6 separate regions of the Mus musculus genome follow, and all the other regions are linked to region 1. A link is a contact called in public promoter capture Hi-C data. All regions are on one chromosome and are shown on one strand. The core of a region is the stretch at or near the end of the contact, and the rest is flanking DNA. Distances in the headings are between cores, read along the strand shown.

Evidence for each region. Promoter capture Hi-C pulls out the DNA fragments that hold promoters and counts their contacts.
Region 2: a promoter capture Hi-C map of liver shows a contact between it and region 1, with 3 times the contacts expected there. The contact joins the promoter of Ap5s1 here to the promoter of Idh3b in region 1. A contact is called at or near these places in 4 of 39 promoter capture datasets (the C10 cell line, cranial neural crest, liver and 1 more) and 1 of 115 datasets of contacts at active chromatin or transcription factors (memory CD8 T cells).
Region 3: a contact with region 1 is called in a promoter capture Hi-C map of liver, with 4 times the contacts expected there. The contact joins the promoter of Il1bos here to the promoter of Idh3b in region 1. A contact is called at or near these places in 5 of 39 promoter capture datasets (the HPC-7 cell line, hippocampal neurons, liver and 1 more).
Region 4: a contact with region 1 is called in a promoter capture Hi-C map of pre-B cells, with 4 times the contacts expected there. The contact joins the promoter of 1700037H04Rik here to the promoter of Idh3b in region 1. A contact is called at or near these places in 1 of 39 promoter capture datasets (pre-B cells) and 1 of 115 datasets of contacts at active chromatin or transcription factors (memory CD8 T cells).
Region 5: a promoter capture Hi-C map of hippocampal neurons shows a contact between it and region 1, with 2.8 times the contacts expected there. The contact joins the enhancer-like site here to the promoter of Idh3b in region 1. A contact is called at or near these places in 5 of 39 promoter capture datasets (cranial neural crest, hippocampal neurons, liver and 1 more), 1 of 115 datasets of contacts at active chromatin or transcription factors (astrocytes) and 1 of 9 other capture datasets (liver).
Region 6: a promoter capture Hi-C map of pre-B cells shows a contact between it and region 1, with 7 times the contacts expected there. The contact joins the promoter of 4930402H24Rik here to the promoter of Idh3b in region 1. A contact is called at or near these places in 6 of 39 promoter capture datasets (the C10 cell line, erythroid cells, hippocampal neurons and 3 more), 2 of 484 Hi-C or Micro-C datasets (CD4 T cells and pre-B cells) and 4 of 115 datasets of contacts at active chromatin or transcription factors (embryonic stem cells, extraembryonic endoderm stem cells, memory CD8 T cells and 1 more).

The regions. Positions count from the first base shown.
Region 1 is chr2:130,282,616-130,287,115 of GRCm38.p6, forward strand. It overlaps Idh3b (isocitrate dehydrogenase 3 (NAD+) beta), which reads right to left and starts at 1,836. Exons shown (of 12, transcript NM_130884.4): 1 at 1,767-1,836; 2 at 1,556-1,633; 3 at 1,323-1,421; 4 at 1,094-1,214. The coding sequence starts at 1,802.
Region 2 is chr2:131,207,737-131,212,236 of GRCm38.p6, forward strand. Ap5s1 (adaptor-related protein 5 complex, sigma 1 subunit) reads left to right here and starts at 2,624. Exons shown (of 3, transcript NM_001291031.1): 1 at 2,624-2,945; 2 at 3,527-3,737. The coding sequence starts at 3,562.
Region 3 is chr2:129,367,700-129,372,199 of GRCm38.p6, forward strand. It overlaps Il1bos (interleukin 1 beta, opposite strand), which reads left to right and starts at 2,203. Exons shown (of 3, transcript NR_015474.1): 1 at 2,203-2,222. Il1b (interleukin 1 beta) reads right to left here and starts at 3,440. Exons shown (of 7, transcript NM_008361.4): 1 at 3,369-3,440; 2 at 2,585-2,646; 3 at 2,004-2,052; 4 at 258-459. The coding sequence starts at 2,631.
Region 4 is chr2:131,157,896-131,162,395 of GRCm38.p6, forward strand. It overlaps 1700037H04Rik (RIKEN cDNA 1700037H04 gene), which reads right to left and starts at 2,186. Exons shown (of 6, transcript NM_026091.3): 1 at 2,058-2,186. It overlaps Gm14232 (a long non-coding RNA gene), which reads left to right. Exons shown (of 3, transcript XR_003954063.1): 2 at 1,610-1,831.
Region 5 is chr2:129,622,065-129,626,564 of GRCm38.p6, forward strand. All of the region lies in intron 7 of Sirpa (signal-regulatory protein alpha), which reads left to right. Among named protein-coding and RNA genes, the nearest start is that of Sirpa, 31 kb to the left of the region's middle. Within about 2 kb of position 1,922, at least 31 of the 459 cell types and tissues checked have an H3K27ac peak or open chromatin away from gene starts, as enhancers often do. A contact at or near this core is called in hippocampal neurons, where this site is marked.
Region 6 is chr2:130,838,149-130,842,648 of GRCm38.p6, forward strand. It overlaps 4930402H24Rik (RIKEN cDNA 4930402H24 gene), which reads right to left and starts at 1,997. Exons shown (of 37, transcript NM_029432.2): 1 at 1,816-1,997. The coding sequence starts at 1,898.

The DNA.
Region 1 (4,500 bases), core at 586-3,085:
AGGTGTGGGATACAGGTCTGCTTCAGACTCTTCACAGCAGTTGACTAAGATTTGCCTCATGCCGGGTGTGGTTTTGCCTGGGATCAGGTAGTTTTTGTGATTATGTAACATTTAGAATTGTGGGAGCTTTTCAAGAGGGTATAGAAATGTTAGGGTCCTGAGAAGCAGAGAGGGGTTGTTGGTTGATTGCCATTTGATAGTAGTTGTGCACAAAGAAAAAACAAGAAAAGGAAATTGGGTATTTTGCTGGTGAGGATCAAACTTGCCCCAAGGAACTTAGAGGGACTGTAGCTTCAGGAACTGAATTATATATGTTATTTTCAGTAGCATCCAATGGCAGTCATAGGAAACTAATGCCACAAGTGAGTGGAGATCCTGATAGGTGACACAGTGACATATACAGGACAATTAGGACAGCGGATTGTGAGCAACGCACAGAACAAATTGTAGAAAGGAAAACAGGAACATCAGGGGCCAGATTATAAAGAACTGACTTTCCTCTGCAAAAGCTGGCCCTGCAAGTGAGGCTGTCCAAGAAAGTGGGTCTATAGGAGGAAACCTACAAGCTAAATAAATAAATAAATAAATAAATTTTTAAAAATCCAATATGGGGAATAAAACAGCACAAGAGAAGAAATGGAGTGGTTAGAATGATCAGCGCACACTGGGTTAGGGTGGCCGTGCCTTTAATCTCAGCCCTTGGGAGGCAGAGGCAGAGAGCAGAGAGGCAGAGGCAGGCAGATCTCTGTGAGTTCGAGTCCAGCCTGGTCTACAGAGAGTTCCAGAACAGCCGGGGCTACACAGAGAAACCCTACCTGGAAAAACTAACAACAACAACAACAACAACAACAAACAATAAATGAACAAACCAAAAAAGAATGGGCACGCAGACACAACTAACAGGGTCTGACCCCGGTGACACAGCCTCAGCAGGTCCCAACCCCTTCCTGACATCACTAACTCCTGGTTTGCCACTGAGAAGAAACAAATTCCTAAATGTCAGTAGAGGCCAGTCTGGAAAACTGATATATACACACTGCAGAGAGAGGGGCTTTATGAACACTGCTCTTAAATGACAGAGTGCCATACAAACCAATGATGGCAACTTTGTTCTCCTTCATGGAACTCAGCACCTGCTCCAGCTTCTCCTCAGAAGCCATATTCTGCACCTCGCTCAGATGATGCTCCTTAAATTCCACAGGGACAGCAGCAGCCTTCAGGGATAAGTCCAAGCACAGGGCTGGGTCAGGTCTGAACTTTCCAACAACCCATCCATCCCTGTAGCCTGATCCGCCACCCATCCCCCGCCCCGGGCTATTCACCTTGAACACTTCCTTGACAGCATGCATGAGCTCTGGCCCCACGCCGTCTCCAGGCAGCATGGTCACAGGAAAGGCACCCTCCACCCTCACATCTTGTGCCTGTGAGTGGGGCCAGCAGAGATGGAGCAGGGGCAGAAGTGGGAGTCAGAGGGAAAGAGGTGGGGAGGGGAAACCCAGGGGAGCGGCAAGGAGGCGACAAGGATGGGCGAGAACGAAGCTGGACTCAAGCGTACCTGGCTCTGGGAAGCGGCGTGAGCCGTAGATGTTCCGAGACCTCTCCATGCCCCGGAGTTCCGAGCGGCGAGCACCGCCTGCGACAGACACAAGGTCAGATCGGGGACACCGCGGCCCCTTACACCGCGATGACCTTGCCTTCTTTTGGAAACCGCGGACAAACCCTCTGTTCTCCCGCCCACCCTCCGCTCAGGTCGTCCCGGGCCTCACTCGGGTCAGCCAGCGGACATTGCTCAGCGCTGCCATGTTCGGCCGAGGAAGTCGCGGGGGAAGTGACGCCGGAAGCGAGCGCGGTCGTGGGAGCTGGACTTCCTGTCAGCCCTGGCGAGCTTGGCGGTTCTTTCTCCCGTACCAATCGGCGGTGTGTACGGATTCACTTGAGTTCTCTCCTTCTGTTTGGTAATGTAGGGTCACAGGACACACAACCAGTTTGTCTGTTTGCTTTGTTTTCACTCGTCAGATTTAATTTCTCTTGAAAATTCAAAACAACATCCAAATATATATGGCCAAGTATTGAACAAGGATGTGAGTTTAACAATAAGTTGAGAAGTCTTGGGAATTTGTGAATGTTTGAATGTTCTGTTATGCGTTATTCTCTTAACTAGTACTCACTGTTAGTCACTTAGAATTCTTTTAAATAGGTAAAATAATTCAGATTACAAAGAAAACTGGTTATGATAAGAAAACTAACTTGGAGTTGATGAGGTAGCTCTGTAGACCAGGCTGGCCTCAAACTCATAGACCCGCCTGCCTCCACCTCCCAAGTGCTGGAATTAAAGGTGTGCACCACCACATCCTGGAAAAAAAAAAAAAGAAGCTGAAAAATAAAAGCTAATTCTTTTGCTCCACTGTATAGTATGCTATAATTTAAATTTACTAAATTGCTTAATCCTTTCTTAAATAGGCAGATACCTAGTATGAAATCTGATTTGGGCTCTTCTCAGCAACATTGCTGTGTATATCCCTGTACATTCTCCTTTGTACATATGATGAAGATTATAACTATCCTGCAGGGCACCTCTAGCCATGTATGTATTACAGGTGAAATGGTGTGTTTTCAATAGTTTGATTATAGATCTGTGTGTGTTTCACTCATGAATTTGTTCTCATGCAGTAAACAGAAAACTCATTCATCATGATAGCTGATAGTTTCTCTCCCACTACTTCTGGAAATAAAGAGTTACTGACATTGATTTAGCTGCTTAGTTATGTCCCCAGGGATCCTGGATGGGGGGCGGGTCCTCTATATCATCTCCTCTCAAAACTCCATTAGATTGCTAAACCCAGTGTCTATTTTATAATAGAATGTTGAGTATCTCATATAATTTATTGAGTGCTACACGGAAAGTGTATCAGAACAGGCATGTATGTTTTGTTGAGACAGGATCTCTCTTTATATCCCTGGTTGACCTATAACTTCCTATGTAGACCAGGCTGACCTGGAACTCAGAGAGATCCACCTGCCTCTTTGCTTTCTAAGTGCTAGGATTAAAGGCGTGTACCCCATGCCTGCCTAATGGACTTGTATCAATTACTTTTATCATTGTTGGGACAAAACACAGACAAAAGCAGCTTTCGAAAGAACAGATTTACTTTAGCTCATGGCTCCAGGAGACCCCAGTCACCACAGAGGGGAAGGGACGGCAGCAAGATCAGGAAGCAGCTGGGCTCTCTCTCTCTCTCTCTCTCTCCAGTTCAAACTGGCCATTTTCACTCAAGGCACATCAGGTATCTGAGCAGGACCATCAGGGAGAAGACTCTAGGGCCCTATAAAGTACACAAGCAGATACATGGGGGTGGGTAGAGGCTGCTCCGTAGTTACGAGCATTTACTGCTCTTGCAGAGGACCCAGATTTTGTTCCCGGCACCCACATGACAGCTCACAACCATCTGTAATTCCAGTTCCTGGGGATCCAATACTTCTTCTGACCCTTGTATGCATATGATGCACATACATACACTCAAGGGCATACACATAAAATAAATATTTTTAAAAATACACAAACAGCATCAATATAGTGGACTCCCAGCTTTAGGGCCTCTCCCAATTCGAAAAGATAAAACTTCTACTTTTGCTTTCTCTATGGCTTGGTCTTCTGTCTTTCTTGAACACTCAGTTCTCTGTCCATTTCAAGGAACAAACCTGGCACTCCCCTAGACGACCACCAGTACTATATGACATATTCACATAACCTTCAAAAAGAAGTCAGATTTGGAAGTGCCCACTAGAGGCATGTGTTGTTTTGGATTAGACATGAGAGGGGTTTTGGCGATGTTAGGAATCTCCTATACTCTTACCGGACGGTGGTTCTGAGTGTATACTGTGAGCAAGCAATGGAGGAGCTTGAGTAACTCATGCAAAGGAAACCATTGGTCCAGACAGACTGGACTGAGTCGCTCAATGTTAATAACTCTAAGCTACAGCAAATGTGGAGATCTGAGGGTTCCTGTGGCAAGAACTGTCCTAGAAGGAAAAGGGATCAGAGTGTGAAGAGAGATGAGGAGAGGAAAGACCATGGCAACCAATAATAGAGATGCAGTGGCCAAGATCATGTAGGGAATCCAATCACTCATCTTTCTGGCAGGAGAAACGGCATTCTAAAAATAAATGAAGTAATAGCTGATGTCTATTGAACTTTTAAATGCATGTGTATGCATATGCACAGACACACTAAACAAATGTAAAAAACAAAGATAAAAATTGTGGTTTAACCTACTTTATAAGCTAAGGACTTCTGTATCCCAGACAAACCTCTAATGTGGTATGGCTCTAAGTGGAAGGAAAGCATATGTTATAATTCTACAGATGGAAACATTGAGGCTTTTGTTTTTTAATCCTGGGACTTACCTGGAACCTAGGTCTTTTCAAACTCAAAAAGGTCTTTCCACCTCAACATGACACTCTTGCTTGCTTGTTTGTTTGTTTGTTTGTTTGTTTTATGGT
Region 2 (4,500 bases), core at 1,374-3,873, 930 kb after region 1:
CAACAGAACAGCCGCAGCTCTTTTTAGGAGACCCTCAAAATCCTGCCTGCTGACTGTTAGCATTCCCACAGGGAGTGGAGGGGGCCCTGAGCCAGTGGCATCCTGACCCAATGTGTATTTTGTCAAAGACTCCAAGGCCAATTGACTCATAAGAAATTAGCAAAGCTGGGCTGGTGAGATGGCTCAGTGGGTAAGAGCACCCGACTGCTCTTCCGAAGGTCCAGAGTTCAAATCCCAGCAACCACATGGTGGCTCACAACCATCTGTAATGAGATCTGACTCCCTCTTCTGGAGTGTCTGAAGACAGCTACAGTGTACTTATAATAAATAAATAAATCTTTAAAAAAAAAAAAAAAGAAAGAAATTAGCAAAGCTATTGCCCATATGGGCCAGGCACAAGAGGAGTCAATGTATACATGTGTATTAACAACTGAACAGTGTGTGCAAATACTAGCAACTCTGGCTTCCTCCGCTGCATGTGTACAGCCTGAAACTGATCACTTACATAGACTGCCTACTGGACTAGCCAGCCCCTCCCCCTGCGCTCGGCTGATAAATAGGCTGGTGGAACTCATTCTTTCCCCAAGTCAGGCTCTAGTGGAATCTTCCATTGTTGTCATGCTGTACACAGAAACAGTAAATATTTGTTTGGGTCTCCCAGGGAAAGCATTCTTGTGACAGCGGCAGCGTGTCTGTTCTCTCAGATCATGTCCACCCTTCACCATCTTGTTCAGGTTCTCCCCTCCTCCCTTCCCTCCATGCACAGGCTGTGGGAAGCAGAGCTCAGGATCCAAAGACTTTCCATTTTGCACTGTGATGTGTGACTTAGTCATCTGCCAAATGAGAGACCACACCCAAGTTTCTTTCCCTATTATAAATCTGACCCATGTCTAACTCAAGCCTTGTGTTATTCTAGTGCCAGGGAGGGATTCTATTATATTCTTAGCCTATTTGTTTATTTATTTTTATTTTTTTATTCTTTGTTTGTTGAGGCAGGGTTTCTCTGTGTAGCTTTGGCCATTCTGGAACTCTCTCTTTAGACCAGGCTGGCTTCAAACTCACAGAGATCTGCCTACCTTTGCCTCTCAAGTGCTGGGATTAAAGGCTTTTGCCACCACCTTATCTATTTTTTAAGAAGGATCTATGTATCCTTAACTGGTGTCAAACTCACAAAGATCCATCTGCCTCTGCATTTCCAGTGCTAGGATTGAAGGTGTAGTGCCTGGCTCTCAGCTCCCTTTAAATTCAAAATTCAAGGCAGGCAGATGGATCTCTGAGGATCTCAAAAAGAGAAAGAAAGAGAGAGAGAGAGAGAGAGAGAGAGAGAGAGAGAGAGAGAGAGAGAGAGAGAGAGAGAGGAAGAAGGAAGAATTCAAAGTAAATTATTACTTCAGTGGGTTTGCTAGATGGCCAGGCACATTGCTAACATGAAGTAGACACTGTTAGGCTGGCTGCTTTTGACCATGTCTGAGGTGGCATGCACGCATGTTTCCAGGGACCCAACAGACTCTCTGAAGCAAAGGTCAAAAGAGGCCAATGGCCACAGGGCAAGTATCTCCCAGGGCACACCCACATCAGGTGAGCCCTCCAGTTCTGCCTGCCTCCAGCACTGACCAGGGAAGTCATCTGTTGTACCACCTCTGCCTGGGTCCCCCACTGTCCTCCAGGGTACTGGCTCAGTGCATTCTTCTCCCCACATCCCACACAAGATTAGTAGTTTCCAGTGGTTTTGGGACTTGATATGGACTGTCTGAACAGTGAAGAGAGGCCAGGATATCATGCTCTCAATGCCAAGTGGCCCCCCAGCTGCCACAGACCTCTCTGCCAGTTCTTTGCTACAATCTGCTGGCAGACATGAGGCCTGGCCCAGAGTGATAGGGACCGGGGACAAGGAACTTCTGCCAAGAATGGAGCAAACATAACTCCCTAGCTCTCTGATTGAGACACCACTCTGCCTGGACCCATCCTTTTGTATTGCATCTGAGATCGAAACACTCGCAGCATATGCAGTACCAGTCCCCTGAAACTGCCCTAGTTCTTATGGCCTAGAGGGTTCAGGATGCAGTCCTTAATGAGGGGCTTTCTTCAGAACCCCTGCCTGGGCCACTCAAATCTTTCTTTTTGTCCTCAGACACTAGTCAAGTGACTGTAGACCTGCCTTAGAAAGCCTAAGGAATTCCCATGCCTTTCAGAGTTAAAGGAATGTGTGTGTCCCAAACACCTCTTGGGCCATTGGTTCAAATGTAAACTCATGACTGCGTTTCAGCAGGCAGACTTCTGCTCCTGCAATTCGGTCATTACTACTGCACAGAGCTTGGCCTGAGGACAGCCGAGCGGAGGCTTCCTTGGACAGTTCCGCGCACGCCGCCGGGGTCCTCAGCGCCCCCTGGCGGTCGCCCTCGCAGTGGCCAGGCCGCAGCTGATCAAGGGCTTTCTAGCGCCTTCAAAGAAGCTTTCCGTAGCCATGAGCCCTCCAGGGCGCCCCCGCAGCCGAGGGGATCGGCTGGTCAGAAGCGTGTACGTCCTCGGGAAGTCGAGGACCACGCCGGGACCACAGGCCCATGGCTGAACTACAAACCCCAGAGTTCAGCGCGCCGCTGCTGCCCGCGCGAGGCAGTGACGCAACTGGGGCAGATAGTGGGAGGAGGACGTGGTGCCCTGGGGTAATGACGCGCTCAGCTGGCGGCAGAAGGGTGACCAGAGGTCAAAGTCTGCAAATCTAGGTTCCCTTCCTGAAGCGGGCTTGCTAAATTTCCTGTTGGGTAACTTTGAATTCTTGGTCTGTTTAGCTTTAGCTGTGGCTAAACACTGTTTCTCCTCAGCCTTGAGACCGGGGGCTGCCACTCTCGCTTTGCCCAGAGCGGCCAGGCTCTCTCTCTGTGTATCTGTGGCTGACTTGAATTCCTGATTCTCTTGCCTCCGCCTCCCGAGGGTTGGGATTTCAGGTACGTGCCACCACGTCTTTCTTTTTGAAATGATTTCGGTTATCTCGGTAGATCCCTTTGGGTAAGGTTTGCCCCGCTCACTCTGTCCCAGCCGATGTGAATCGGTTGCAGATGCGGCATTTTAGAGGTATTTTCTTGAGTGTTTCCTAAAACAAAGACATGTTCCTGCATTCAAAACCAAGTGTCACTGATGAAGACTCCCCTCTCACACTCCATACTAAAAGTTGTCTCAATGGAGCCCGGTATGGAGGCTGGGTTATTTTGTTCCGGGAGCAGACTTGGCATTCAGCTGTGGTCTCTGATTTTTTTTTTTTTAGTTCTCAGTTTTTCCTGCACTCGCATGACCCGTATGCATTTGGAGATTCCCTGACAGTTTTGCAGAAGTAGGTTTAGCGACATAGGAGATATGTCCAGCTATGGATGGCCCTTGTTCTGTGATGCAGAGCAGGCACTAGATTATTCAGAGGCTAGGCAGATCTAGATGGTGATCGCTGTCTAGCCACACAATCTCTGGACACACTCCCAGGCCACACCCCTCATTAGGGTGCCTCCTTAGCAGGGGATTCACTTTCACCATCTAGGTCTCTGGCTTTCCTGGAGCACCCACCCTGGAGCTATGGTCCACGCTTTCCTCATCCACACTCTGAGGGCCCCGAATTTGGAAGATACAGGCCTTTGCCGAGTGCTCTATTCCTGTGTCTTTGGTGCTGAGAAATCACCCGATGATCCACGGTCACATGGTGCAGAAAGGGACAGGCTCTTCCGCAAGGAACAGATTTTGGCAGTGGCCAGGTAATCACACAGCCCAGCTCCAAGCTTCATTGAACACAGAGGTAGTAATAAGGGACACTGGAATAGGACAGGCAAACAGGAAGACCAAAAATCTGAATGTTTCCCCCAGTTGTCCTCCATTGTTTATAAAGTATCACTATGAAGAGGAGCTAAAGAAAGAATGTTATTATCATGGTAGTTAGTATTTACTGCACTGGGAATATGTTCTGGGAATTGTATGTATGTGTGTGTGTGTGTATATATATATATATATATATATATATATATATATATATATAGTTTGTTTTTTTAAAATCTTTACGGTCTTCTGAGGTGGCCATGGTTACCATTTTCACTTTACAGAAGAGTAAACTAAAATACAGTGTTTAAGGCACTTAACCCACCCAAGGTTATGCAACTGAAGAGTAGCGTAATTGAGATTAGAGTATAGGCAGGTAGACACCTGTACAGATGAAATGTGCTTTACAATGGAGATTATAGGCATACATTAGGACACCTGGGTAAACAAGTGGCTTTAAAGCCAGTCTGTGAATGGCCCAATCTAGAAGATGGTTGAGGAAGCAGCAGAGGTGGCCTTGGCAGTCGCATGGAAGGCACCTGTGACTTGGAGAGGGATGGATGGTTGAGAGGTTGGATGGCCCCTGTCAGAGGACTTTGTTCTCACCCCTTACTCGCCTCTGTTGAGAAGGCTTCTGTGATAGATGAGGCAAGACCTTATTCCCTAGTCCTTTTCCCGACCTGACTCTGTGTCCTTGGGCAAATG
Region 3 (4,500 bases), core at 953-3,452, 910 kb before region 1:
ATTCACAACCTCTAGTATAAGCCAAAGTACTTGGCAAGTCAATGGTTGAGTTGCAAGTGTAAGCATCATTAAAGCCTTTTTATAAGTTAATCAGCTCAAGATAGAACTGATTTGTTTGGAGGTTTCCTCATTTTCTTCTAATGGTTGGAATGTCTAGCACTAAGGGTCTTGCACTTGAGGGGCGTTGAGTTCTAAGAGGTGGGCTGAGAAGGACCAGAGCGAAGGTCTGCTGTCTGCTCTCAGTCCTCATTAAGTACCTTCTTCAAAGATGAAGGAAAAGAAGGTGCTCATGTCCTCATCCTGGAAGGTCCACGGGAAAGACACAGGTAGCTGCCACAGCTTCTCCACAGCCACAATGAGTGATACTGCCTGCCTGAAGCTCTTGTTGATGTGCTGCTGCGAGATTTGAAGCTGGATGCTCTCATCAGGACAGCCCAGGTCAAAGGTTTGGAAGCAGCCCTGTGGAGAAACCAGGCAGTGAGCACATCAAGTCATCAGACCAGAGGACTCCTACATCAACCCCAGAGAACACCAAGGGCCCGGGAGATAAGTTCTTAACCACAATCCCTGTCTATGTGGAGCCCAGAGAATTTAATTGGCCTACCCAGGGGTACATGGCAACCAGACACAGGCTTCCTGGCATTCTCTATAGTAAACCTCATTTCTACTTTATCTTTCTTGTACAGACCTTGCCTCACTGTATAATTAGACCTACTTAAACGTTTCATCTTTTGGTATCCTTGCTGCTCAAACATCATGTTATTTAATTTCTCATGACAGTATGTTCATGTTGTCTTCTATTCAACGGAGATCACCCAACAGGCTCTCAATGGCTTCCCATACATTCTTTTTCTCATAGGAATATTTAGCAGACACTATAAGCATAGCTTTTGTTTGTAAAATATGTCACCACTTTTCTGTTCTTTGGAGAAACACCACATTAAGGCCTAAACACAGTTGCCTTGAGGCATGATAACAGTTTCAAAGCTTGAAGGACAGCGATAGATCATTTCAATAGTGTAAAGGAAAGGTTGATTGGGAGAGAAGTTTCTGTCCAGAGTAGAGGCTCCCAGGGAAAGCCATGTTCTGGAGCAGGCAGTGGGGGACAGAGCCTGGCTGGGAAAGTGAGAGGCGTCACCCAAGGCTGAACTAACTAGTTAGAGTGGTCTTAAAATACATTCATGTAAGCTAAGGACTAGATTCTGTAGCTGGGGGAGACTGTTGAGGGATTGGGAAGAGGTCTGAGAGAAACAGCTGCCTCCTGAGTGGGGCAGTGACGTGGCTGGACTGACGCCATGTGGCATTAGAGCGTTCTCAGTCATCATAGGAAGGGACAGCTGGGATGCAACATGGCTCTTCATGAGAGCAAGTCTGGAAAGTGCCCTTGTGCTAGGATGGACTTGGCCAGCACTTAAAACACTTCAGAATGGAAGGTTGTGACAGATCGCCAACATTTCAGAGATCTTCTGACCTGTGTTTCCCAAAGGACACAGTGGGGACTGTCTATGATCACACAGCAATGAAAGGTCTTGTCTAAGGCCACAGGTTATTTTTAAAAATCCTAACTAACTTTTTGTTTATATCACTTATTTCTTATTATCTTAATCTCCCCAGGAACATGCGAAACTGTTCTTTGGCAGAGAAGGAAGAGATGCTAATTCTGAAGGTCATGCTCTCTAGATCCAGAGTTCGATTTAAGTGGTCAGATTAAGCTCCATCTCTCTCAAGGGGGGACTAAATGTATGTTGAAGACCATACTGTCTTCTTAGCATAAAACACCATGATTGCCATCAGCAAGCCTTGGTGTGTGGCTGTGGTAAATGAAACCTGTGTGGGAGCCAGGTCAGTGTGTGGGTTGCCTTATCTATGTCACTGAAAGAGGCAAAATAATCCCATCACAAAATAGCCTGGGAGCAAGGCAGTCCCATATCCCTTCCCGTTTGGGTTTTTTTTTCCCATGCCACAGTCCCTCCACAGGTTAGGAGCCAAGCTCAGAGTCTCACCTTCATCTTTTGGGGTCCGTCAACTTCAAAGAACAGGTCATTCTCATCACTGTAATGAAAACAGATGTGGTCAAGTGATAGCTCCTTATCAATACTGAGCAGACAGACTTCCATTGTTCATAAAACCACACCTACCATGACTCTTAAAGCTTCCCAAAGACTTCTGGGAAGTTCTACAGTGCTACGTAAGTAACAGTCTAGAAGCAGATTCTGGGCCAGGTAAGTGGGTGCTCTGGTTGCTCTCTGTTGACTTCTGACACCTAAATTCTAGACTAGCAGAGTTAGCTAAAGTCTGAGCTCTCTGCCTTTGCTTCCAAGCCAGACTTTGCAAAAGAGTCTCTTATCCTGTCCATGTGGAAGTTTTTCTTACCATTGCATCTGTAGGAGTCCCTGTAGTGACAGCACCTAAGTCCCTAGGTTGGGCTTGGGAGTGAAGAGGTCAGTCTTTAAGCTAGGTTGCTTGAACTCTGATAGCCACTGAAGGAGATGAGTTGGGGACTCTCTGGCCTCTGAAAGTAGATAGCCCTCCATTCCTGAAAGCAGAGTGCTGGATATGTGACCACTCTCCAGTACCCACTGACCTGTCAAAAGGTGGCATTTCACAGTTGAGTTCAGGAACAGTTGCCATAGCTGCTTCAGACACCTGTGTGAAGAAAGAAAGTGGGTGGGCATCCAGCGTTAGCTCCCCGAGGGGCGTCCTTCATATGTGTTTCTCTTAGCTCTAGTTCAGGGCAGGCATGCTAAACTGGTCTCTGAGGAATGAAGGAACGGAGGAGCCGTTGTATAGGTCTAGAACAGTGGCCCTTTTGGAGTCAAGTGGCCCTTTCACAGGGGTCACCTAAGACCATTGGATAACACAGATATTTACACTTCATAACAGTAGCAAAATTATAGTTATGAAGTAGCAATGAAAATAATTTTAGGGTGTGTGGGGGGTCACTACAACATGGGGAACAGCATTAGGAAGATGCTCTGGAAGGAAGCAACAGCAGAGCCAAACCCTAATAAAGAAGCTTTCCTACAAGACAGGAGCTGCCTTTTAGATGTCAGCGGCTATACAGACAGTACTCATTTCCAGAGTACTTCACAAACCATGGAGGTACAGCTACTTTTTATAAATAAAAAGCCCAAAGTCCATCAGTGGGGGGGGGGGAAAGAGAGAGAGAGAGAGAGACAGAGAGAGACAGAGAGAGAGACAGAGAGACAGAGAGAGACAGACAGAGAGAGACAGAGACAGACAGAGAGAGAGAGAGATAGACAGACAGAGACAGAGAGAGAGACAGACAGAGACAGAGAGAGAGAGACAGAGAGAGAGAGATAGAGAGAGACAGAGAGAGAGAGAGACAGAGAGAGAGAGAGACTTACTTGCACAAGGAAGCTTGGCTGGAGAGGATCCCAGATGAGCCTATTAGGCCTCGAACCACTGCAGGGTTTGTTGTCCAACTTGTTTTCCCTCCCTTGTTTTATAGTCCTAAAAAGCAGAAGTGAAGAGCTGTGAAATTTTCCCTTGGGTTAACTGATTTCACAACAAAACTGAAGGGTGGGGGAGGGGGGAGAAGCTTGATGGGAATTCTTAGGGGAAGAGGCTATTGCTACCCTGAAATAATTTCTAATCCCTGGAAGTCAAGGGGTGGCAGATAGTGACACATTCGCAAGTGTGTCATCGTGGTGGAAATGGGCATTATTTCCCCCTGGACAATTGTGCAGATGGTGTCAATATTAAAAATATTGGGTTTTCCTGGGTTAGCTGTACATTTTAAGTCAGGATGTGCGGAACAAAGGTAGGCACGTAGATGCACACCCAGAAGTGTGTCACCTCTCTCGCCTCCTTGTGCTTAAGCTGAGGGAGCTTTGCAGTTGGAGTTTGGTAACTGGATGGTGCTTCTGTGCTCTCCATCAACTGTGTTAGCAGGGGCTTCTGGAGAGACACGCACTTCCTTGTGTGGGTCAGGGCACACACAGTATGCAGGTATCAGTGTAGACTTATCATAGGGTCAGGGAACTCTGGAAGCAAGCCTATGCAGTCTGATAATGCCAGGGTGCTTATTTTTTTCTTTTATTGGATATTTTCTTTATTTACATTTCAAATGTTATCCCTTTTCCAGGTCTCCCCTCCGGAAACCCCCTATCCTCTCCCCCTCCCCTGCCTCTATGAGGATGCTCCCCCACTCACCCACCCACTCCTGCTTTCCTGCCCTGCCAGGGTACTTATAATACCATAGCCAGTCTCATGTTGAAACCATATCAGTGCTAGGTGATCAGCAGAATGAGCCTGAATTAAGTTGCACAGTGCAAAGGTGGTGAACGAGGCATCTGCCTGTTCATGAGCACAGTCCATCTTAAAAAGTGAAGAGATAGTCTTTGCCTAAAAAATTGTTTTGGAAAATTCTTGTTTCTATAAGATCTGGGGAGACCAAGTCTCTTGGCCATATCAAGCATCACTAGACTGCTAACTCAGAGAGCCCAGGGAGCCTACCCAGGGGAGCTCTTCTTGCTT
Region 4 (4,500 bases), core at 936-3,435, 880 kb after region 1:
GGCACTTCTGGTCACTCTTGGAGGAGTCCTCGGAGAGTTCAGCTTCTCAGAAACTAGCTAAGAGATGAAGGAGGCCCCTCCCCTGCCCTTCTTCCTTTCCTCACTCCAGGGCACCAGGCTCTGGGAAGACTATGGAGGAGGCTGCTGTGGTGCCTTTTCTACTTTAGGCCCCTCATCTGGCAAAGAAGATGATGCCCCTGCCCTTAGATGGCTGTCGACAAATCAGGAGTGAGAGGAGAGAAAACTGGGTATGGCAGCAGGCAGACTTGGTTAGTAGAAGCCGGAGGATCAGAGTTCAAGTCATCCTTGGCTACAGAGTGATTGTAAGGACAGTCTGGGCCACCTGAGACAATATCTCCAAATAATTAGTAAGTAAAAAACAAATATACATAAGTCAGGTGAGATCCTGGACAGCTTCAGGCGGGGGCACACTGAGGGCTTCTTGGTATTTCAGATGCTCTTAGGGAAATTGGAGTGACTAAAATGTGGGCGGGGAAAGCTCTGAAGCTACCTTCCCAAAGAGCTAGCATGTGGGTAAACAGGTGGTGGTTATGGAAAAATCCAGGGTCTTCGGTGTCATAAGGCCTTTTTCATTGTCCAGTCCAGGCTGCCCTGTTCTAGCACTCAAGCTCCAAGCTAAGAGGCAAAGGTGATCTACCCATGGCAAAACGGAACTCTTGCATTGTGACACTCTCTCTCCCTTCTGATTACCTACCTCTTCCCAGAGGCAGCCTTTAAGCCCCAAGGTATCACAGAGCCAATTTCAGCTTGCGTTGTGCTGTGTGGCTGGGAGCACAGCCCCAAACCTTTTACCGTCTCCTCTCTGAATCATTCTTCAACCACCATTCCCAACCCCATAAAAGCCCTTTCTATGTCAGAGCAGTAAACAACCTTCAATTCTTCCTACCACCTCCCCTACACCCATCCAGGGACCCAGTCACAGCTCAATCATCAGCCCAGCAGAAGCACTTATCCAACCTCCCCTTAAAGCTCAAAGAACACCCACTGAAGTCTCAGACAGGGAGTGCTACATGGAGGTCGCATGTGGAAGCAATCTTTCATCTCCTCAGCCTTGACCTATCTTTGGAGCCCCCTTCCCCAAAGCCAGGGATGCAAGGACGGTAATAGGTGTTTACTCTCACAAACAGTGGAGGGAAGGGTTGACCTGTGAAAAGGGTGTTAGTCCCTCCTGTCTACCAACCTGTGTGGTTCTCCTCTGCCTAGCATTCACTTCCCACATCCCCCTCTGACATCAAAGGAGGCTGCTTGGATTCATCTGGCCTCTAGATTGACTCTTTCACCCAAGAAGCAGAGACACGGGTGAAAGCTGCTCCTACCCCCCACCCACCCACCCACCACCCACCCAGCCCACCCCACCCCACCCCAGTGCAAAGCAATGCCCTACCTTCACATCCCACCACCAAGATTAAAGAGGAAAGACTCAAGCTGTCCAACCGAGCCCTGTTCACTAACAGGAGCACTGGTCCAGAACCTAAATCCAACCATTTCTGTGAGACACTGGAGAGGCTCTGGCTCTGGCCCTCTGGCCTTTCCTACCGCCATCCCTGTGGGTGTGGCACGCCCCACCTCAGTGTTATTGTTTTCTCAGGGGACAAGAGCAGCAGAACGGGCCTCAGACGTACCCACACCAAGAGCAAGGCCGCGGATCTGTCCATCTGAGATAATGCCCTGCGCTCTCTGAGCTCGCCAGGCTGACGCAGGAGTCTCTGGAGCCGACACTCCCAACATCAACATCCTCCTCATGATCGTGCCCGGGCACCGGAGGCTCAGAGGCTACTCTTCCAAGGTCACATAGAGCCACGAGGACCAGGTAGGAACGGGACGTCAGCCACATTTACGCCCCCACCCTCAGGTGTCACTTGTACCCTGCCCGCTAACCGTCATTTGTACCCAGGACCCCACATCCCCCACCCCATCCCGCTTCTACAGAGTTCCTCAGGCTAGAAAGCAAAGCCTCCAGCTCCAGCACAGCTGAGGATCTCAGACCCAGGAGCCGTCTCTGGTGAACTAGACGGAGCCCGGAGGGCCCATCTCACCTTGCAGGCGAGCCCCGCGGCCAGGCGGTCAGAAACGACCGCGGAGGCGGCGGTAGCAGCAGCAGAACGGGCTGGAGAGCGCGAGGAAGAGCCCCGCGCCGCATCAGCCTCGCGCCACGCCCTCTCCTCCTTCATTGGCTTGAGGGGCGTTGAGGGGCGGGGCTAGGGCACTTCAGACCAATGAGCTGTCTCTGAGATCCACCAATTAACGACGAGATTCCACATCACGTGTGCGCGGAGGCTGAGCCCCACGAGTCGACGTCACCCCAGCGGCACGAGCTTGGGTGATGAAGCGGGATGGGAGCTATGTTGGAACCGCTGCTGGAAACCGACCAGAGCGACCTTCCCCATGAGGTTTCCGATCCGCGGCAGTTTTGTCTAGGAGTTAAGCAGTCACCTTTCCTACTGGACTGAGTCTGGATTTCGGTCTTCCTTTCCCACCCATTCCCTATTCCAAATAAGCATTAGAACAAAGAAGGCACGCGGCGTAGGAAGGGGGGAAGGGAGCGTACGCGGGCGCCCCCGGGGACAGGAGCTTCTGCTCCTGGTCTCCAAGGAGGCGGTCGCCATGGCAGCGGGATGCGTCTCGACCCACCCGACAGGGTGTGGGCGTCTTCGTAGAGCACTTACTAAGGCTTGTGGATTTTTGCCACAGGCCCACCTGTCCGTGTGCGACTATCTCTATCCTTATATACACTGATTAGGACAAGAGGTTTAAAGTGCCGAAAGAGCAGTCAGAACACACAGGTTCCCGATCCTTCCAACTTAACTAGCGGAGACAGGCCTTGGACCGCTGAGAGCTTGCTTGTTTTTCCGATAGAATGTGGTCGCTGCCTGTAAGAGTCCTCAAGGTCCGACTCTTCCGTGTCCTTATGGCTGTTAACCTGACTCGGATCTTGTGTTCGCACGCTGGTAACAAATAGTCTTTCTGTGCTATTGTTTTCATAGCGTTACTTCAGAGGGCCCAGTGCTTCCCTGCTGTCTTCAGCAGGGCTTCTCAAACTTTTTATCGTTGTTTTGGATGGTACGTGCGCTCCCTACTGTTGAGAAAATTCTGTCCTCCAGAGCGGACATTGAGAACTTTTCATTCTAATCCCAGCCTACTCAACCCCTACTCCCACCTTTCCAGAAGCCCCGTGGTGTGTTCCATATCTGTTCTTTTCCAAGTCAGCAGACAGTGCCTCCAAAGTATCCTGAAGGCCACCACGCCAGGCAAAAGCAGCCTGCAGATGTATAGCCCCCGGAGACTTTTATAAATACTTTTCTTCCCATCTTCTTGCCCCTCATCCTACTTCTTCACAAAGGATTCTCATTTCCAGTCTTCTTTTGAAATATCAGATCTAACAACACATTCTCACATTTACATTCAAAACAAGAACCAAGGGCTTTGGGGGTAGCGGTCCCTGCCTTTCTGGAACGTCAGTTTACCATAGTCCCCTCTGATTCCTATTTCTCGCGTTTATTTTACTGCCTAGGTGTGTGTTGATTTTCAGTTTCAGGATTCCTGTTTCCCTTTTGCTGCTTTTCACTTGAAACCCATCTCTTGGTGAGCTCTATCGAAAGCAGAATAATCGCTAACAGTTTACTGTCTGAGGCAATTTTCTAATTGTCAACTCCTTTTAACATACTTTCTGAATATGTACGATAGGTAAGTTAATGTGCTAACAGACTCCCAAAGCAAGACACCCCTAGCTTACTGTGAGACCACCACACAAAAAGAACTGTGGTTTCTTGATCTTGCCAATACTCCTCATGTTCCTAGACTAAGCATCTTGGGTACCTGGGAAAACCTGTGATATGGAGCTGCCTGTACTAAAGCATGCTACATGTCTCCAGGAAAGGCCACAAATGGTTTTGGAAAGTTGCCTGGGGAAAATAAGGCTTTGAGTGCCGACAGAACACCAAGATAGAAGTTCTATGGCTGTTTCTCATTGTTCTCAGTGGGCCCGTGCACTGAGACGGTATGGCAACATCAGAAGTGCCCAGACCTATAAGGAGCTTCCTGGGCCCAAGGCCTTATTATCCAAAGCTAGGACAGCAGTCTCTATAGAGTTGAGGGCTGTAGATGAGAAGAGATGAGCAACTGCAGGTTAGGCAAACTCCACTTCCAGCTCTGAGTAGTCTGAACTTTATGAAATAAAAAAAAAACTATAATAAATCTCCTTGGAAAACTAATAATATGTAATAAAGTTGATAGATGCTTGGGGGCTAGAGAAATGCTTAGTAGATAAGAGAATTTGCTGCTCTAAGAGCAGGATTTGAGCTGGTCAGTGGTGGCACATGCCTTTAATCCCAGCACTTGAGAGGCAGAGGCAGGTGGATTTCCGAGTTCAAGGCCTACCTGGTTTACAGAGTGAGTTCCAGGACAGCCAGGGCTACACAGAGAAACCCTGTCTTGAAACAAAACAAAAGACCAGGATTTGAGCCTGGTGGTGGTGGCACA
Region 5 (4,500 bases), core at 672-3,171, 660 kb before region 1:
GGAGCTAGGGTGCAACCCCGGTGGGCTGGGCCTTGGGGAGGGATGCAGGAAGTGAGAGTGGAAGCACAGCCATCCAGAGTAAGGTGGCTGTGACACAGCAGGGGTGAGTGGCCACGTATGAGGAGCTTAGGCAGAGGAAACCATAGCCTCTGAAGAGACATGTGAGCAGGGACCTGAAGCTCGGGGCTCTCACACAGGCCTAGCATGCTTGGACAAGAGAACAGGTAGAACCACACCTGAGGTTGGGAGGCCCAACTGACTGGGCACAGGAAGGCAAGAAACGAAGAAGCTCATGCAGTCATGTGAGCTTCACCTGTTTTGGAGAAAGGCTTTTCTGGCTTGTAAGATGGGTCCTGGTGCTCCCCGGAAGAGTAGGACAGCATCCCAGAGTCTGTTGTGTGAAGGTGCCAGCGTGAAATATAAAACTGTAGATGGCTTCATATCAGTTCAGGTGAAGCTGTGTCCTCATGAGCTGGGCAGATCTTTCTGTCCTTCCTCCATCATCCTCCCTCTCTCTGTCCCTTCCCCCTCCCTCCCTCCCTCCCTCCTCCTTCTGGAGTTAAGAATTGAACTGCGGATCTGGAGCAGCAGAAGCCAGTGGTATAGAGCTTGCGACTGTAGAACTCGCGTGGTTCCATGGAAAGATGTGATCTAGCTTTTATTTTATAAGTATCGCCTTCTCCATGTGTAGAAGCTGGGCAACAGATGAGGTGGAGCCAGAAGGGCCAGTGAGGGATGACTGGACTGCTCTAAGCAGATGGTGAAGGCTTGAGCCAAGGGGAATGTGAGCTAAGAAGTGGTCAGACTCTAGCTATACTTTAAAGATGACTTGCTGATGAACTGGTTGTAGTGTCAAGGACAACTCATGTTTGGGGACAGGGAGGAGTCTGTGTCCTGGTTGGAGGACCATCAGTAGTAGAAACTGTGGTTGCACATAGCAGGAGTATCTCACCTACCTTCAGGGGCTCTGGGAAGCTTCACCTGCCCATGTCTGCCCAACAAGAGAGTGCACAATCCCCTTGGGATGAACCTGGCTCCTGTTTTGGTCTCCCTGGCAGCCTCCTGAACGACCCTGTCCAACCTCACAGCCTCCACCCCTGAACACGCACATCACTGTACTGTCCCCGGCTCTTGCCCCCGCCCCACCCCGCTCCCACTCCCCCAGGAATCCTGTTCTCTCACCCTCACTCTGCTTGCTACATTCCTTCACCTGGCCCAGTCTTTTCTAGGAGCAAAACTTGTCTCTCTCATCTGCTCAGAGACCTTCTGTTGCTTTCTGTGGGCCTTCAAGGTCAAGTCCAAAGGCCTTGGGCCTATCCCCTGTGAACACACTGTTAGTTCTGGCCAGCCCCGAGACCTCAAACAGGCCTTTCCTCCATCCTGCCACATATGGGCTCCAGCTTTCCTCCTAGCCCACTCACATTGCCTCTTCCACACACGTGCCATCCCAGGGTTGTATAGGCTCTGGGGACACAGTGGGTTCTGCAAACGACTCCTCTGGAGTTGGCATCTTTCTTTCACCTAATCTTCCTCAGGGATGCCAGTACTCTCAGGCCTCCCGTGAGCCTCTGATGCTCTGTCCGGACATCCTGGTATGCCTGAAGCAGCTCTGGGCCTGTCTGTGTTTTCTCAACCACATCTCTTGAGCACAGGGACTGTGTCCCTCCTGCTCACAGCCAGCAGCTAGTGCTTTGAGTGGCATCCCTGGGATGGGGTAAATTTTCTATAAAGGCGAATGAAAGAATGACTGAGTGGTTACATCCCTCAGCTCTGCAGCGCCTGCGAGCTCTGAGTCCCTGGAACTCCTTCCCTGTGGGAGGGGTCGCTGTCTGGTTTTTCTGTTGTTCTCACTTGCCTTACTTTGTTAGATAGTCAGTTCTGGCAGACAGTGACACCATGAGATGACAGCAGCAGTCACAGCTTCTGTTTAGTGAGCACTTACTGTGTCCCACGCCCATCTGCCCCTTTACTCATGTCATCCCACTGGTGAGCGTGAGTTTCTCTTGCTATCCTACCATCTTCATATCCTGGAAGGACAAGGGCTTCCCAGACTTGTGAGTAGCTGAAGCCTCGGGGCTGTTCACACACAAACCCAACCTGAGCCTGCGATCCAGACTCCATGGCATCCTTTGGGAGCCCCTGCCCCAGGAGATTATCACAGCTCCCCTTCCTGTGGTCGGGGCAGCCAGGATCTGAGGTATCAGTATGGTGCTAAGATGGCCCAGGTCTGTGCAGGATTTCTGGTACCGACACCGGCATTTCTCCATTGATGCTCCGCTGCCTCCCGCCACCTGGTCCTTCCTCCAGAGAAGCAGGACATTTTCTGCCCTTTCATATCATTCCAGTGTTAGTCTACCCAGGGAGCTAAATCACTAGCTTCTTTCATGTCTCTAGACCAAAGTGATGGTGGGGAGCAAGCTTTAATGGTGGTTTCCTGGGCAGCGGTGGCTCTAGCCCAGCATGAGATCAAATACTTTCTGAAAGACATTGGTGCTGGTGTAGGACACGGGCCTAGCACCTCAGAGAGGGTGATGGGGATCCTGTGCCTTTGAACTCAAAGGACCCTGCAGGCTGCTGGCTGGCCATGGGCCCAGCCTTCTGACAGAACAGTTATCCCCGCCCACACGAGAGCGTTGTCTGCTCTTTTATTGGGCACTGGGGTTCATGTGGACGGCTATTGTTTAACTGTGACAAGTTCACTGCATTTATTCTCAGAATACCAGGACTACCCCAGCTGTTTATTTGTTTTGGATTGAGCTCAGCTCGGAGCCAGACTTGAGTGGCACTAGGGAAACCCAGTGAGAAAACACTCAACCATTCATTCGTCAAGTATTTACGGAGGGAGTTGTAAGCCATAGGCTAGCCCAGGACAAGGTGCTAGGGTTTTGTTGTCCCTTGGGAGGCAGCTTGCCATGCAAGCTAGAAGCTTAATAATCGATGTGGAGCAAGAGCTAGGAAAAAAGACAAAATGACCAGAGCCCAGGGGCGATTAGGGAGTGCTCCCTACGCAGGCAGCAGTGGATGAGAGCTTCCGTGTGGGGTTACTGGGCAGAGTACACTAGACAAGGAATAGCTAATGCCAAGGGCTTGAGGGAGGAGCATTGGTAAGGCTGCATTCGCTGGAGCACAGGGAAGAAAGCCTAGAGGGGGCAGGGAAGGGCTGTGCAGAACCTCACCAGACAGGATGTGGAAGTGTGGAAGTGGACTGCACTGTATACGGTGAGGTTTCTGTACAGAGCAATAACTGCTTCTGCTGGTGCCTCTCCTCCTCCCCCTTTTCTTTTTCTTCTCTTCCTCCTTCTCCTGTTGTTTTGTTTTGAAGTGGGAGTCTCAAAGCCCAGGCAGGCCTTAAACTTGAAACCCTGAGTCAGCCTCCTGAGTATTGGGATTATGGGGATGAGCCAACACCCCTGGTTTTCACTTATCCATTATAAATGTAAGAAATGGAGGCAGAGAAACCAAGACCTTTCACAGCCTGAGGACCTGGGACCAGCACGATAAGATAACCAAATAGCAGAGTCTGATGTAGCTTTTGGAGATGGCCGGTTAGCCTTGTGGTGCTTGTATAAGGAAGAGAAGAATCCAGGATGTATCCCACGCTCGTCTGGATCCCTCGTGAGTAATGGTGGTGCCAATTTTAAAGCAGAACAGACAAATGCTTACGGTGTGGAATACTGCTCTGAAAGACAGGAATGACCTCCTGAGAACAGAGTTTGGGAGTTCTGTGAAGGTTCAGATAAGGCTGTTTAAAATAGGGTTTCAGCCGAGCACCGTGGTATATGCTTTTAATCCCAGCACTTGGGAGGCAGAGGCGAGTGGATCTCTGTGAGTTCAAGGCCAACCCAGGCTACAAAGTGAGACCCTGTCTCCAAAGAAAAGTGTTAAAATAGGACTTCAAAGATCTGAAGGGAGAGTTCTCTGTGCAGAGGCCTTGGGGCTGTTTGACAGGCGCTAGCTTCAAGGTTGGGTGCCTGTGCCTATGTGCTAAGGCATTGTGGCAAGGAGGAACAGAAAGCAGAGAGGAAGATATGCAAGAAGATGTGAGGTTGCCATAGAGAAGCAGCCACACCAACCCAACACTGCTGGTGAAGCCTTCCAGGGAGGAAACACATCGTTAAGTCTTAAAGGATACATATACGTTGACAGAGAGAAAAAGTAGTAAGGACTTTGTCCTGAATAGTTTCGTGCCAGCTTGACACAAGCTAAAGTCATCTGAGAGGAGGGAACCTCAATTGAGAAAATACCTCATTAAGATTGGGCTGTAAGCAAGCTTGTGGGGCGTTTTCTTAATTAGTGATTGATGGGGGAGGGCCCAGCTCATTGTGGGTGGTACCATCCCTGGGTAGGTGTTTTGGGGTTCTACAAGAAAGCAGGCTAAGCAAGCCATGAGGAGCAAGCCGGTAAGCAGCACTTCTCCATGGTTTCTACACCAGCTCCTGCCTCCTTTGAGTTACTGTCTTGACTTCCTTCAGTGATAACAGTGATGAGGGAGCATAATTT
Region 6 (4,500 bases), core at 747-3,246, 560 kb after region 1:
GTTTCATTACTATCTCATTGCTTTTCTTCCTTCACGGCTTAGTCATTCAATAAACACATTGCCAGAGTATATGAAGGAGTCCTGAGAAATGAAGAATGAGAATTAGTTTTGGGGCCTGCAGAATGGCTCAGTGGGTAAAGGCACTTGGCTGCCAAGAGACCTGGCTGAGTCCAATCCTGGTGACCCACATAGGAGAAAGGGAAGAAAAGACTCCTGGCAAGGTGTCCTCTGACCTTCATACTCCCAGTGGCAAGCACAGTGAGTCTCTCTCTCTCACATATACATACACACTACATATATACACACACAATACACACACATAAAACACATACACACACACAATACATGCATCTACACACACAAACACAGACACAATTTAAAAATAAAAAAGAAGCCAAGCAAAGTGGCTCATATCTTTAATCCCAGCACTGAGAAGCAAGTGGATCTGTGAGTTCAAAACCAGTCAGGCCTACAAAGTGAGTCTCTGTCTTAGGAAAAAAAAAGTCATTTTCATTCTTCATAGTTTTGATAAAAGACAACAAAACTCTACAAAACACAAGGCTAGATGTGCTATAGCACTTGTCCAGCAAAAGCAATGTATTGGGATTTGACCCTCAATACTAGAAAGAAACACACACACACAGACAGAGAGAGAGAGAAGAGAGAGACAGACATGAGAGAGGAGAGAGAGAGAGAGAGAGAGAGAGAACACAATACAACACTCAATCAAGAACACAGAAAAAGCCGGCCAGACACGGTGGCACAGACTCAGCATTCAGGAGGCAGAGGCAGGTGGATCTTTTCGGGTTCAAGGTCAGCCTGGTCTACAGTGAGACCCGGTCTCAATTAAAAAAAAAAAAAAAGACAGAAAATAGGATAAGCTATTCTAATATTAGTTGACAACCCCCACTCAAGGGAACAATAGCATATTGCTTTGCCAAATGGCTGCAAGTAAGCAAACAAAAAAGGCCTCTTCTGGTTTAATGACAGGTTAGCAGTACCCAAACCCCAATGACTCCTCCCTTCCCTTTCTTATAGGCTCCTACTGCAACACCTCCACCACTCCAACCTCCGCGTTTCTCTGGCAGCCGCATACTAGCTCCTTCACAAACAAAGCCCGGACGGCTATCAAGGTCAGCCCCAAAGACAGAGAGCAGAAATTGGAAACAGATCTTCTGTATGGAAAAGGGCAGGGCAGCACTCCCTAATATCAACTCCCCTTCCAGTCCACCCGCACTCCTTATCACGAACCTAGTGTCAGCCGCTCTGGGGGGTTCCGAGCCTCCTTTTCCCTCTCCATCCAGTTTCCTTTTTCTTCCTGCGCCCCCAATGACCTTCAAGCCCCTGAAACAGGTGCTCCCCAAGGGAAAGGGGTTGGATGCAGTGGCCAGGGACAGGTGAGCGGAGTTCCCTGTACACGCAGGGGACTGGAAACTCTATAATCGAGCGGCAGTCTGGGGCAAAGGGTCTGGACACCTAGGAGCAAAGGGGTTTACGCGGCAGTTTCGGGAGCTCCACTCGCGTGAACACAGGGCCTCTAGCGGTGGGCTGTCGGTGGGGAAGGTTTAAGGGAAAACCGGTCCATGGGGTGGGGATGTCACAATGGGGTCTTCCCGGAAACCGCAGTGGGTTGTCGAGCTACAGACATAGCAGGGTCCCTCCAGAAGGCCGCCTGTCCCTGGGCAAACGTTCTTCTCAGAGCCGTTTGAAACAATCCTCCGCAAGGAAGCCATATCAGACCACGCCCTGCCGCCCGAGGCGTAGCCGCCCCAAGGCGCATCCCGGGCCACCCTCGGCTGTCTCGACGCGGCATACCTGACGGAGGCCGCCCCACTGCCAAAGGTGCCAGCGAAGCGCGCGGGGGACAGCCCCAGCTGCTGGGGGTCGAACGAGTCCATGGAGGCTGGCGGCGTAGGACCTGGGGGCCGCGGAGGGTCGCTGGGGCCGGCACCGCTGCGGGCCAGCGGCAGGGCGGAGCGAGGGTGCGCCAAGGGGGCGGGGTCGGCGCGCGCGGGCACGCGGGGGCGGGGCGGGAGCGCGCGCAGCGGGGGCGTCAGTGTGAGTCCGGCCCAGCGCCGCACCGTGCTGCGGAGGAGCCAGACGGACTTGGGGTGCGGGCCGCCAGGCGCAGGCTCCGGGACACCACACCTCCGGGCCCTAAGGTCTCTCAGTGCGGTGAGGGTTCTGCGGGAGCTACAGCCACGCTCGCGGACGCGCCCGGGGCGGGGTCTCGCTCCCGCGAGGGCCGGGCTAGGCTTCTTCTGGTCTGTATTTGGCTTTATCTCTAGGTGTCCTGGACCGCTGCCTGGCTACAGTTATCTGTTTCACATCAGTTGCCTATCCATCCTTGGAACGTTCGGCCCCTTAGCGATGCGGCCTGTTGAGAGCACTGGCATCAGTGTGCTCACAGTATCCCAGGAGACGCCTGCCTTTGCAGTTCAGAGTCTGGATAGAATTGTTTCCAGCTGTGGGTCGGTGGGCCAGAAAAAATCTCAGAGCCCAAGTTCCTTCCTGCATAAAGTGGAGAGTTGCTTACTATATACAAGGTCTACTTTAGCATCACATATCGACCTTGTCAAGATGTCCTACGTGTCCTAAATTCATCTTTTCATGGTAAATTATAACACCACAAGACTAGTTTCCCTGCTACAATGATCAGCCTTTGAATTATTTATAAATAGTACTGGCTGAAAAAAATCCTTCTTCCACTCATAAAGATTTTAACAATCCCCAAGGTATCTCTTGCAGGTTTGAAAAAGAGAAGGAACTAAAATGCTTATTTTTATACTTAAAGGAAAATAAAATTTTGCCTTCAGACCCAACTCGTGAATGTGTAACCATTGTTTAGAGGTAACCAACACAGTATCTGAAAATCAGCCAATCAGAGACAGCCTCTCTTCAGGGGCTTCCAAATCAGCCAGTTATCAACAGCTTCTGAAACCCAGCTAATCATTGACAGCAGCCCAATCAGCAGCGCAATGACCAGGCTTCCGAATGAAAGAGCCTTTCTTAGCTGCTTTGTTCTGTAGACCACTGTTAACAGCCAGGAGACTGTAAATTGCTAAACAGTCAATTTATTGAAACACCTCGAGCTTTTACGCACCCAGTCATTATATACATCTCCAGCTCTGTTAATCAGCTTTGAGAATACATCTTTTCTCTACAAGCAAATGTGATATTCACCTTCTTCCTTCCTCCTCCATTTGGTATGTTTTATGTAGCCTAGGCTGACCTTGAACCCCTGAACTTGAACCCTTGAACTCTTGCTTCAACCTCCTAAATTCTGAGATTACAGGCCTGCATCATCATGTCCAGATGGAAGGCTACTACAATTTGTAGCACAGAACAAAATTGTGTGCCTTTGGTTGCTTGGCCAATGTCGTGGTATGCAGATATCACATCTTTTGTATTCATTTATCAGTTAATGAATATAGAAGCTTTTTTCCACACTTTCTGTGCCTTAGCTTAATGCCAATATGACCAAATACCGAAAGTTTTTGTGTAGACATGTTTTTAATTCTCCTGTATATGTAGTATACTCCTAGAAGTGTACTGCTTGATTATACTGAAAGTCTGTGTTTAATAATTTGAGGCATCTTTTTGTTTTCCAAAAAAGCTGCACCATTTATATTCACATTACCTAGGTGAGAGAGTCCCAATTGTTCCACGCGTTTCCAAACATTTAATATCTATCTTTGGATCGTAGTCATCTTACTGGATATGAGGCTGTAGTTTCCTTATGGTCATTTTTTCATGTGCTATTGGAGAGAAATAGTGTAAATGAGAATTCCTGGAAAAAAAAAAGCTGTGTCTGCAAAACTGATTGAAAACTGATCTTATTGGCCAGGTGTAACAAGTTCATGTTCCCAGGCTTAGGAACACACACGCACCCCACTTCTCTCCAAATGTCTTCTTAATTGTCTCTTAACTGAATATAGAATATAGAAATCGCTGTTATCTGAACCAAGGTGCATAAGTTGGAAAAACACATAACCAGTTGTCTGTTATGCCCTAATTAACTACACGCAGCTGACCCACTCCTTTGTCCTCTTACCACTCTGAGCTCCAGACCTAACGTCTAGGAAAATGAATTAAGAACCTTGAAGCCAGGTGCCCTGGATACAGCCCAGTCTCCAAGGGGTACTCCCTTACTTAACCCGTAATGTCAGAGTACAACTGGATAACACTGCAGCCCCACTCAGCTCCCCCCTCAATTTATGTTCCCATTTTTGAAAAACATTGTACGGTCTCCCTTCAGGACAAAGTTTACATCCTGAGCTGGCCACTTCTCTGGGCACTCAGAGAATAAAGCTTTCATGTTTAAGCTTCTGTCTCTGAAGTGAGTTTTCGCAGCTTCTACCCCGAACCCAACATAAGAAGAAGTAACCAGATGTGCCACTGTTTACTGAATTGTGGTCTGCAGCCAATGAGCAGCTAGATAGGGGTGTGGAAAGAGCATGGTTGAAAGAAAAACTGAAGAGAAAGGCATCTGGAGAAGTA